Linked DNA regions of Mus musculus: all the other regions are linked to region 3. Evidence: chromatin contacts called from public Hi-C and HiChIP or PLAC-seq data. All regions are on one chromosome and are shown on one strand. The core of a region is the stretch at or near the end of the contact, and the rest is flanking DNA. Distances in the headings are between cores, read along the strand shown.

The links. Hi-C and Micro-C count contacts between places; a contact is called where the count stands out from the background. HiChIP or PLAC-seq counts read pairs in DNA pulled down with a chosen protein or histone mark.
Region 1: a Hi-C map of liver shows a contact between it and region 3, with 2.0 times the contacts expected there. The contact joins the enhancer-like site here to the promoter of Cxcl1 in region 3. A contact is called at or near these places in 7 of 39 promoter capture datasets (the 3T3-L1 cell line, the C10 cell line, embryonic stem cells and 3 more), 1 of 484 Hi-C or Micro-C datasets (liver) and 1 of 115 datasets of contacts at active chromatin or transcription factors (pancreatic cancer cells).
Region 2: a Hi-C map of liver shows a contact between it and region 3, with 5 times the contacts expected there. The contact joins the promoter of Albfm1 here to the promoter of Cxcl1 in region 3. A contact is called at or near these places in 9 of 39 promoter capture datasets (the C10 cell line, the HPC-7 cell line, embryonic stem cells and 5 more), 1 of 15 datasets of contacts at CTCF or cohesin (the NIH/3T3 cell line) and 2 of 484 Hi-C or Micro-C datasets (both in liver).
Region 4: a contact with region 3 is called in an H3K27ac HiChIP or PLAC-seq map of embryonic stem cells, with 2.3 times the contacts expected there. The contact joins the enhancer-like site here to the promoter of Cxcl1 in region 3. A contact is called at or near these places in 8 of 39 promoter capture datasets (the 3T3-L1 cell line, 3T3-L1-derived adipocytes, the HPC-7 cell line and 4 more), 7 of 484 Hi-C or Micro-C datasets (the G1E-ER4 cell line, the HPC-7 cell line, LSK cells and 3 more), 1 of 115 datasets of contacts at active chromatin or transcription factors (embryonic stem cells) and 2 of 9 other capture datasets (liver and macrophages).

What each region holds. Positions count from the first base shown.
Region 1 is chr5:91,291,710-91,294,572 of GRCm38.p6, forward strand. No RefSeq gene overlaps it. Among named protein-coding and RNA genes, the nearest start is that of Gm19619, 10 kb to the left of the region's middle. Within about 2 kb of position 1,607, at least 21 of the 459 cell types and tissues checked have an H3K27ac peak or open chromatin away from gene starts, as enhancers often do. A contact at or near this core is called in liver, where this site is marked.
Region 2 is chr5:90,559,727-90,562,673 of GRCm38.p6, forward strand. It overlaps Albfm1 (albumin superfamily member 1), which reads left to right and starts at 1,483. Exons shown (of 14, transcript NM_001252661.1): 1 at 1,483-1,591. The coding sequence starts at 1,507.
Region 3 is chr5:90,889,696-90,892,636 of GRCm38.p6, forward strand. It overlaps Cxcl1 (chemokine (C-X-C motif) ligand 1), which reads left to right and starts at 1,550. Exons shown (of 4, transcript NM_008176.3): 1 at 1,550-1,685; 2 at 1,775-1,898; 3 at 2,014-2,094; 4 at 2,813-2,941. The coding sequence starts at 1,616. The coding sequence ends at 2,828.
Region 4 is chr5:90,382,175-90,384,874 of GRCm38.p6, forward strand. No RefSeq gene overlaps it. Among named protein-coding and RNA genes, the nearest start is that of Gm9958, 17 kb to the left of the region's middle. Within about 2 kb of position 1,372, at least 33 of the 459 cell types and tissues checked have an H3K27ac peak or open chromatin away from gene starts, as enhancers often do. A contact at or near this core is called in the G1E-ER4 cell line, the HPC-7 cell line and embryonic stem cells, where this site is marked.

The DNA.
Region 1 (2,863 bases), core at 357-2,856, 400 kb after region 3:
TTGGGACTACTCCTGAGCATCAGGCCTGCCTAGGGTTAAGGTTGATATGTCCCACTGTAACTCCACTGAAGAAAACTGCCTTCCCCTGTCCTGGCATCAACTGATTTCCATCTGTTGCCTTTACCCCTGGAAAATCTCTCAGTAATATTTGGTCTTGTGGTAAATATGTATGAATAAAATGAACTTCCAAACTGTTCACTAAAACTGACTACATCATTACGGTCATTTGGCATTGCTGGACTCCTAATTCTGAGATCTTCAGTGACACATCCTGTAATACGAGTGGCCTGATGACCGTGATGTTATACATGTTGTGCTATCTTCTTTAGTTAGGTGTTAAATTATTTCTAAACTATCATTCTCTTCATAGTTAATCAAACTATTATTTCCCAGGTATAGCTGCAATCCTCCGCCCAGCCCCCCAGTCTCCACAGGCCGGTGATTTGCCTCCTTCGTTTCTCATGCTCTTCCTGTGCTGTGCAGTTCTTCTCACTGCTTTCCCGTCCCTGGATTCGTGCTGCTTGACTTCACCTAAAACTACCCCTGCTCAGGGTTACAGATATTTCTGTTCATCATTTCTTCCAAGGACTGTTTTAAATGACATCTTAATATTTATTTTTTAGTTGAAAAAGTCTTTTTCCTAAATTAAAGATAGAATCCAAGTTCATTTCCTGTTTTCTTCCAAACCTCAGATGAATACACAATTCGCCTGGTAAAACAGGTCTTAGCCCAGTCTGGATTAAATAGTGAATGATCGCTGTGCGCACTGTGACATGGGTAACTCCAGGTCCCCTTAGATCACAAAAGGGAAGTCTTAGAGCTAAGAATCATCACAGATAACTTTAAACCCTACAAAGATGCAAAGTAAAAACTAACTAAAGTTCCTTGACTTTAATGTTTTAATGAACATAATCATTCTTAATCTGTCCCACGTTATCTCTCTCATTGCATTGATTTGTTTATCCTTATGGCTAAGTAATAAGGACAGATGTGTGACACCGTGGGATCTGCTTGCTTTCCACGATCAGATTCCACATATGTCTAAAACTCAGCCTAGAATTGGGGTAAAATCACAAAGACAGAAATGTTTTCTAATAAGCTTTGGAGATGAATCTCCAGAGTTGCTTTCAGTTTTTAAAGTTGTTATATACAGAGTATAAAAAAAAATAGCTGCTTTTTAAATTGTTCAGTGAAAGAATGGAATGGAATAAAGATCTAGAAATATGCTGCTTATGTGCCTCTTAGAAGTTTATGTGCCTCTTCTGGGTGACCTGGTCGTACACAGACTTGGAGGTACAAGACAGGGTAATGCCCAGAGGAAGCTAATGTTAACTGCACAATGTACTCCCCTCCTCATTTCCGCCAGTGAGACTGGGCTTTCCAGAGTCTCAGGAGAAGTGACCTGACCTGGAAAAATGATCTGACCTAAGGACTTTCCGAGAGGACTGCTACACTGAAGAGTTTGACCGCTAATTACCCCACTGCCTCGTGACAGCTATGGAAAACCTAAAGCAGTAAAAATTATTGCTCAGGTTCTCTGTGTTCTCTGAAGTCACCTTCCCAAGGCATGCACAAAGCTGGGCCACCTCCTATTTGGTAAATGATTCTCCTGAGTGATGAAACAGGTAGAAAGGAAGCTCACAGGTCACCTCTGGACTGGTTGGCAAGTATTTGCAGGGACAGATAGTCACAATTTCTGCTCTTAGGACGGAAACCTGTTCATATGTGAAAAATAATGACAGTCACATGCACCTGAGCTGGCAATAAACCTTGTGAGGTTGGCTGGTCCTCTTGTGATCTGATGCTAAGCTCTTCCTTATTACAGGATGCTGACTTAGATATAAGACTGCCAGAAAAGAAAAAAAAAGACCTCCTCAGTGTGCACACCTGCTTCTCCGTAAATATCCATTTGCCTTCTACTAAGTACAACTTCAGTTCTTAACTTGAATCTCTGTCTTCATCCAGTGGGATTATGGCAAGTCATATACACTGATTGAATATATGTATCAACTTATCTGCCTTTCATTCCTTGCCAAAGTGAGTAAGATATTTTAAAGGAGCAGGTTTCTGAGTCCTCATTCCTCAGTCTTTCATTGGACTTTCATTGTGCAGAGAAATGTAGAAAGGAATTTACGGTTCTAAAAGGAAATATCAGATCCAAAACCTAATTCTTCTCCAAAAAAGAGCAAAGGTACTGAATCCTGTTGTGTGTCTTGAGGCTGAACTTAGCCTACCCTCCTTCCGCTCAGCACACCAGTTCCTCTCTGAGCACTTCCATTTGCCCACCCATTCCAGGAGGGGCTTTCTTAACTTAAAATGGATCTTTGGCACATCTTGTCTCACACTGGATGCTATTTTGTCCAGGCCCGGATCACTCTGTATTACTATCACACAGCTGGATCCTTAACCTAATTTAGGAATTTAGTTCAGTAGTCAGAGATCCATCCGTAGGGTATAGTCTAGTTGCCTGTGTTCCTGAGCTCCAGTGTAAAGTCAAGTATGGAAGATTGGGATTAAACCAGGGTTTTCATGCTGGGACAGTGAGGAGACACAAATGAATTGGAGTTGTGAGGCAAGGTGCAGGGCTTGATCAGATATAGAAGAAGAAAAGATTTAATTATAGCCAGGTAGCATGAACTTGAAACTAAGCCACCAGGAACCCACCCACTCCAAATTCTAGCTTTTTAAGAAAGTATCACCTTTGTAGCTTTCTGACCATGGTTTTGGGCACTAAGGAAATACCTTGAGATGAAGGGAAGGAAAGAGGGGGTCTCGCCACTGCAATAGATTGGCCCATACATGTTAAGAGACCTGGCTAGAAGGAAGACTGTAGAAGAAGGATGTGTGCCAAAGCAATTATGTC
Region 2 (2,947 bases), core at 233-2,732, 330 kb before region 3:
AGGGTTTTTTTTTATTCAGTTGTGTAAAAACCACAAATCAGGTGCTGTATTTTAATTAAATATTTCAATTGCAACAAAACAGTTTCTGTGTCTGATAAACGAAACCTGCAAATAGGCGGTGGCGGCTAAGCCATCCTGACTGAACAGTTCTTAACCACAGGCTCCACAGTATGCCGAAGAGAGAATATTCTGGAAGCTGTGCACGTTACAGAACCAGGCATCTGAAAGCAAAACTGAACTTGGGCATATCACGGAGTGTGGGTCATGAGAAGGTTCCCGCGTCAGATGATGCATTCAGGTTTTCCACGGCCAGTTAACTCAGAGATACCCCGTTTTTCATGAGCTCCTTGAAATTGGATCTGGGTCTTAGCATCATGCTTAGGACTTCGCCAGTGCATGGTATGACACGTTGACAACAGATGGCCTGTTGATCAAACCTCCATGCCTCTGATTTACTTTTGTGTCTCTATACAATAAAGCCATCTCATAAGAAGTACGCACTGACCCCTCACAGTTTGACCAGATATAGCTCAGATTCTACTTTGAAGGGGTCGCCTGTTGACAGGGAAAGTGCTTGTTTATTGCAGTCATGAGAAAAGCCTTAGGCATTTTGATTTGTTTTTCCTATGATAGGGAAGCCCCAACCATCATTGGGACTTTATAGAATCCCAAAGATATCAACATGAAGTATCAGCTATCAGATTCTTTACCGGACTCTAAAGTTTCTGCTTATAACTCTAAAAGGTTTTTCATTTCCTCATTTCAAATCAATTAAATATGGGTGAAACAAATCACTCATTTGCCTCTGACCTTTTAGAAAAAAAATGTTTTTTTTTGAATTTCTGAGTTTGCAAGGACTATGCTTTAGTGTATTTATATAAATGATGAGCTTGGATTCTAAAATTAAACTTTTTATTTGAGATTTTCAAGGAAAAAAAAAGAATTGGTCTTAATTTTCCATTTAGGCAGTGGTGACGTGTGTGAGTGAAAGTCACATGATGGTCCTGATTGACAACCAGCACTCAGGGATAGGAGTCCTTTGTGTTTGCTGGCTTGGCTGTGCCCTCCACCTCTCCCCTCTCCAGGGTCTTGGCAATGCCAGTGTTGGCATTGACACCTGAGTCCAGTCCACTTGCCCAGTCAAAGGCAGTTCATGTTTGCTTTCTCTTTGCCTCTTTAGAACTTTGCACATGTAAACAGGCATTTCTATGAAACGAGATACTGTAGACTGGCATTTACCAAACAGGTGCATCGTTTGCTAGCACGAGGCCTGTGTGTTGCAATCTCAAACATATCATAGGTCGACATGATCTGCTTTAAATTCCTGTATTCATTAACAAACACGGACATTTCTTCACTGTCCTGAGTTTGTCCGGTTTCATGACAGTCCATGGGAGCCTTAAGAAAAACTAATATTCACTAGAAAAGCTAACGGTTAATGATAATTGCTGGAAAAGAATATAAACACCATCATTCCTCTCAAACGGCGGAACTTCATCTGAAACAATGGAGGTTCTTAAAGCTCTACCCTTCATTGTTTTCTTCAGCTACAGTAAATGTGAGTCTCTCCAAACAAGTTTACTACATGCAGGTAGGAAATCCCATCTGCTGCCTGTGTGGCCTATGTGTAAGGATTATATGAGGAACCATGACAGTCACTAACACGTGTGTGGAGAGCCTTATCTTTCTCAGTGGTCATCGCTGTCAAAAAACAGTCATTGACACTTGCTAGACACCTGTGAGTGGAATGGCCTGAGAAACAGGCCTGTACGTTGAGGCCACTCCTCTGGGACTACCCCACTTTAAGCTTCCCTTCTTTGTCCCCAGTCTAGATGAGAGACTGCTTCGTTTAAGCCAATGTTTGAAACTGGCTAAAGTGAATTCAAATAGAGCAAAAAATGGGAACGACTCGGGAATAATCCTGGAAGCTACATTATTACCTGTTATTACAAGGCAATATGCTTACCCCTTGACACGTGTTTTCATTTAATAATCTTTTACATGTGTGTGTTCTGTACATACGCGTATGTGCACATGTATGTATAGGTTGGAGGTTGGCATAGGGTGTCTTCCTCAGTTGCTCTTCAACCTTAATTTTCTGAGATAGGTTCTTACTGAGCCTGGAGATTACTGATTGGCTAGAATGTCTGGAGATTACTGAGCCTGGAGATTACTGATTGGCTAGAATGTCTGGCGATTACTGAGCCTGGAGATTACTGATTGGCTAGAATGTCTGGCCAGTGAGCTCCAGGGATCCTCCTGCAGCAATAATGGGATAAGAGACTCAAGGTACTTGCTGGGTCTCGAAAGTAGGTTCCTGGCATCCAGGCTCACAGTTTTATGATTGTACAGCGAGTGCTCTACTGACTGAGTCATTTTCCCAGCCCCTCATTCGCTCTTCGTACCCACACAAAGCGCTAAAACTTCACACGTACATGCAAATGCGTTTTATAAATAGAAGTTGAAATCTAAAGAGTTGCCTTTAAAACCTTTACTTTTGTGCAGCAATGGTAATTGCTAATGGTTGCTTACGTAAAAGAAAGCTGCTTGGTTCTTTGGAAACCGTTAGTGTAAGAAGAAAGACACAGCTCCATCGAGGTGTATGTGTGTGTGTGTGTGTGTGTGTGTGTGTGTGTGTGTGTGTGTATGTGTGTGTGTGAGTATGTGTGTTGTGAGAGAGAGTATGTTTGTGTGTGTGAATGTGTGTGTCTCTGTGAGTGTGTGTGTGTGAGAGTATGTTTGTGTGTGTGTGAATGTGTGTGTCTGTGTATGAGTGTGTGTGTGTGTATAGTGAGTGGCTGGTGGAGATGCAATCTCCCTCACAGAGTGTGGAAGACTCGTTCTTTGCCAAATCAAGAACGTTAGACTATTAATCTCTGGGATTTTGTTCCCTAGCCCTGACATTTACTTTCGATTGTGCTAATAGCTTATAATGAAATAATCAAAG
Region 3 (2,941 bases), core at 300-2,799:
TGGGGCATTAATCCTAATCTGAGTACCCCACCTTTATGATCATTCAATTTGTTGCCAATAAAGTTGTAGAGTACCACGTCTCTTCCTTTATTTGGTAGCTATTTGCAAAATGCTTAAATAGCACCCGGATGCTAGCACATTTCATCTTAGTATATCAGCTCTGTGAAGCAAATGCTACTATTGGCTTTCTTTTACAGATGAGAAACATACTTGAGGTTGGAGAGATTGCCAGTGACCATTGCGTGGGGACTCGTTGAAGCTGAAGTTTTAATCCTAATAGTCAGGCTGCCTCTGTAGCTCCACATGTAGAGTACACCCAGACCAAGGGTTTCTTACATGATAGCTCCAGTTCTCCCTCACAGAGACATAGAATCAATGGATGTTCAGCTAGGATCTACATTCAAATACCAACAATGACAAAAACAAACACAAACAAACAAACAACAATAACGACAACAATCTGGAGACCTAAGACTGCATTCAGGCAGATTCTGAAATTGTTTAAATAGAGAGCAACAAATATGTCAGTAATTATCTAAGTCTGGTGTATTGGCTCCTGAGTCTAAGAAGCACTTGGAAGGTGGGAGGAGAAGGCTTGGAAGTTCAATAGCTAGTTCTAGGTAACCCTGAGTAGTAATTAATAATAATAATAATAATAATAATAATAATAATAATAATATTCAAAGACTCAGTTTTACAATACAGATAGATTCAGATAGCATGAAAATAGTTGTACAAGTAGACTAATAGTTATATAAAGCCATAGCCCTTTGCTGTTAGACTGGTGCTTGTGACATCTGTGGCCTTTTATATCTAGGAACCCCCTCCTCAGCCCAGAAAAAAACCCACAGCTTTCCCGTGGACTTTCCTTAGTCAAAACAAAATATGACCTGCTATACAGCAGGGTAGGGATGCTTCAGGAACCACACCGGGAGTTCGGACTTTCGGGAAGTTCCCAAGCTCAAAAAACAAAGAGGAGATTGCTACAGCATTCTAAAATAAACAGGGACCTAACCTTGACAGTGATCTTTCTCCTCACCCTCTTCACATGCCTCCCTGATACAAACCACCAACTGTGATTTACCACAAAAACAGTTGGCAAAAGCAAACCACCTCACGTGGGATAAGAGAGGGTAGATGTCTTTTTAAAGAATGCGTTAATCTGCCACACTCAAAAAACAAGACAAGCTTCCATCCCCGCAAATCACTGTAGTACACCAAGTGGAATCCTAGGTGGCGTGGCGCCCACGTGCACATAACGCGTGTGACCCACCTCGCCCTGAGCACTGGAGACTCTGAAGTCTCACTACTCCTCCCCCCCCCAACCCCCCAGCCGTCACTTGTCCAGCGAAGCACGTCACTCCCTCCCCTTTGGGACTTTGGGGCAAAAAGCAAAAATCCCAGAGTCTAATCCTTGGGAGTGGAGCAAGGGGGAGGAGCGATGTCCTTTCCGGTTGCAGGGAAACACCCTGTACTCCGGGAATTTCCCTGGCCCGGAGCTCTGGAGTTTCGAGCATAAAAGGGGCTCGCGGGAGCCCTAGAGCTCCACAACAGGACTCAGAGCCTCTAACCAGTTCCAGCACTCCAGACTCCAGCCACACTCCAACACAGCACCATGATCCCAGCCACCCGCTCGCTTCTCTGTGCAGCGCTGCTGCTGCTGGCCACCAGCCGCCTGGCCACAGGTAGGTCTCGCCACTGCCACTGGGGGAGGAGGGACCTCTGGTGAGCGCAGCCTCCCACAGTCCCGCTGACCAAGAGTCTTCTCCCATAGGGGCGCCTATCGCCAATGAGCTGCGCTGTCAGTGCCTGCAGACCATGGCTGGGATTCACCTCAAGAACATCCAGAGCTTGAAGGTGTTGCCCTCAGGGCCCCACTGCACCCAAACCGAAGTCATGTGAGTATCTTCCCGGTTAGCTTCTGCCACTTCCAGACTCGCCCAAACCCTCCCGCGCCCCCACACTTCTCCTAGTGGGAATGCCTAACATGTGGGTCTATCCTTCTCTCTGCAGAGCCACACTCAAGAATGGTCGCGAGGCTTGCCTTGACCCTGAAGCTCCCTTGGTTCAGAAAATTGTCCAAAAGATGCTAAAGTGAGTTGTGACTTGTGTTTGTACCCGAGACTAGAGTCAAGGGTGGGAGTACTGGCATATGACCCCTGAACGTTAATTCTATCAAGGAAAGTCTGTGTTTATCAGGAGGTCGGAAAGTTGTGGTTATTATTTTGGTAATTGACCTTAATTTGAGATCATTAATTGGTTCTGATGCTAGAGAATTGTGTCCTCTTGGACACAATTACTATTGTATATTACACAATTACTATTGTGTATAATTATTACCACACTCAAAACCCCTATGCAAATGGTCAGTGGCAACAGTTCCTAAAAGATGGAGAAGTCGCCAATAGCCTTTAAAAGTCTCCTTAGGGGCTGGCAAAGCATGCCCGAGCCTTCTTTTGCCAGTGAGATTTCCCTGAGTTCAAGGCTAAGGTCTCTGTGAATGTTACATAATTTATTGAATTTAAGCCAAGTAGGGGAGATAATAGCAGCTATATCACAGAGTTGTGAGTGAGAGAGGATTAAAGTCACACTTGTAAATTAACCCATGCTGAAGTAGGTTTTTGTTTGTTTGTTTTTGTTTTTGTTTGTTTTTGTTTTCCAAGTCAAGTGATTGACTCCACAGGAACCGACAGTACAGAACTCTGGGTGCAAGTGTAGACATGTAGAAAGCCCATCTGGAGCCTCAGGGGCTGGAATAAAAGAAGAAAGGCTTTGATGACTATTTGTAACAATGACTCTTTTCTGATTGCAGAGGTGTCCCCAAGTAACGGAGAAAGAAGACAGACTGCTCTGATGGCACCTGTCTGGTGAACGCTGGCTTCTGACAACACTATACAATTTCTTTTGAGGGTCCTATTTATTTATGTATTTATTTATTCCA
Region 4 (2,700 bases), core at 122-2,621, 510 kb before region 3:
CATTATTGTATAGATTAAGGAACAGTCCTGAGCACTGGGTAGCTGCTGTGAGTGGAATCACAGAGTCTGAATCATCTTCTTCATCTTCAAGAGTAGTGAGCTAAATTTTTCAGGTATTCAAGAGACACTTATTGAGAACCTACCATGTATGTACTAATTATGGGACTAGAACTTGATACAACAGTGAACAAAATCAGGCCTGGGCCCTGATGTGCCTAAAGCTTAAATCATGCCAGTGCCAAAGAATGAAAAGAGGTTGTTATTCTCACTACTTCAGAGAACTATGGAGATCATGTTGCCAGGTGGGTCTAAGAAGCAAGCAAAGGCTAATCAGAGGGCCTAGAAGAATGGCTCACCAGTTGGAGTGTTTACTGCTCTGCCAGAAGATCACAGTTCAGATCCCAGGGCTAATGTCATGTGGCTTACAACCCCCTATAACTACCACTCCAAGGGATCTGCTATCCTTCTGACTTCCAGGGGCACAAGTATGCATGCAGAACATACACACACACACACACACACACACACACACACACACACACACCATAAAATGAATTAAAAGGACAGTCATAGAGTGGTATTGTAAGGATTTCTATCTTTATTCAAAGAAAGGTACACTGGGAAGGAGATGTATTTCAGAGCATGCTATGATCTGTGCTTTGAAGATGTTAGTTGCCTCTGTGGAAGTAGCCCAAAGGACACATGTCTACTAGCTGGAGGCTAACTTGGTAGATCCAAGAAAGATACTATGCTGTCTTAGACCATTACCTAAGCAGGGAGGTCAGTAGCAGTGGTGGAATTCAAGTAAAATGTAGAAGTGAGTTAATAAGGCTTACTGATTGGTTAGAGATAGACTATAATACTGCTCAAATTATGGATGCTTCAACTAGCCAGTCACTTTATAAAAATGCTCACCTCTCAAGCTTTGCTAAGAAAATGAAAGTCATCAGAGAAAACCTTCTTTCTTACCTGTCCACAGTTCTGCCCTTAAAAGGGGCTGAGGGAAGGTTGTGTCTTCAAGGGAGAGAGTGCTTACAGTTAAAGTAAGAGAACAGAGGACAAGCTCAGACATGTTTCTAAAGGTGATCCGGAGACTGTTGCATGTAGTTTTACTCTCTACCCACTGTGGCCCTGGGAAGGTGGCCCCCTACTGGAGATATCTCTGTAAGACTTGGCTGCCATTCTTAGCTCCTTACTTAAGTCTGGAAGACAGAGGACATGTCTATTGATCTGCAAAAAGGAAATGCAAGAAAATGATAAGAAGTGGTGAGTGGGAAATACTTTGTCAAACAAGGCAAGTACTGGTGAAAGGTACAGGAAAAACATTTTAAGGACTTGTGGCTAGATACTGAAATCAGCTGATCTTCTAGTAGAAGGCTTGCTTACTCACTGTGTATCAACATTGGAGACTTGTGTGGTGCCAGGTGGTGGCAGCTATACAAACGGTAGAAACTTTGTATCCAGGGATGTCCATACCTGCTTTGAGTCATTTTGGATCTCCTCCAGGATCTGGCTTGTATCAAAGATAGTGGTGTACTATGCATAAAGAAAACCAATGGGAATTGTGTCTATATTTTCTGATTTGAAAAAAGGGTACATAAAACTTTTACTATACAGCTAATTTCCCTGTAAGATTGATGACTAAGACATATGACTTATCAACTCTATAACTGTGACCATTTTCTTTCTAAGAAAATGAAGGAAGAAAATCTCTCTCACATTAGTTATAAAAAAAATACCTAGAAATAAACTTAACCAAGGAGGTGAAAGTTCTTTACACAGAAAACTTTAAGATGTTGAAAGAAAAATTAATGAAGACACTAGAAGGTAAGAAGCTCTCCTTTGTTCATGGATAGGCAGAATTAATATAATGAAATAAGCTAAAAGCTAACTACAGATTCAGTGAAATCCCATTAAAGTCCTAATGCCATTTATTTTTTTTTCACAGAGTTAGAAACAAATTTCAAAACTCACATGGAAACACAGAAACTCTAAATAGCTAACACAATCCTAAGCAGAAAAAAAAACACTGGATCGCAATACCCAATCTCAAAGTATTCTACAGAGCCATAGTGACAAAAACAGAATGATTCTGACACATAAGGCAACATACCAAGCAAAAGATCAGAATAGAAGATCCAATCCCCTTTCCCAAAAATAGAACAGGGCCTAGAGTGAGTGGTTGGAGTGTCTATGTAAGTGAGCTCCAGAACAGCCAGAGATACACAGTAAGATCCTGTCTCTACAAACAAACAAACAAACAACAACAACAAACCCAAATACAATAAAATAAACCCCTCCAGAAAACCAAATAACCCTATTAAAATGGGGTACAGAGGTAAACAAAGAATTCTTAACTGAGGAATGGCTGAGAAGCACCTAAAAAAAATGTTCAACCTCCTTAATCATCAGGGAAATGCAAATCAAGACAACCCTTGAGATTCCACCTCACACCAGTCAGAATGGCTAAGATCAAAAACTCAGGTGACAGCAGATGCTGGCAAGGATGTGGAGAAAGAGGAACATTCCTCCATTGCTGGTGGGATTGCGAGCTGGTACAACCACTCTGGAAATCAGTTTGGCTGTTCCTCAGAAAACTGCACATAGTACTACCAGAAGATCCAGCAGTACCACTCCTGGGCATATACCCAGAAGATGTTCCAACTTGTAATAGGGACACATGCTCCACTATGTTCATAG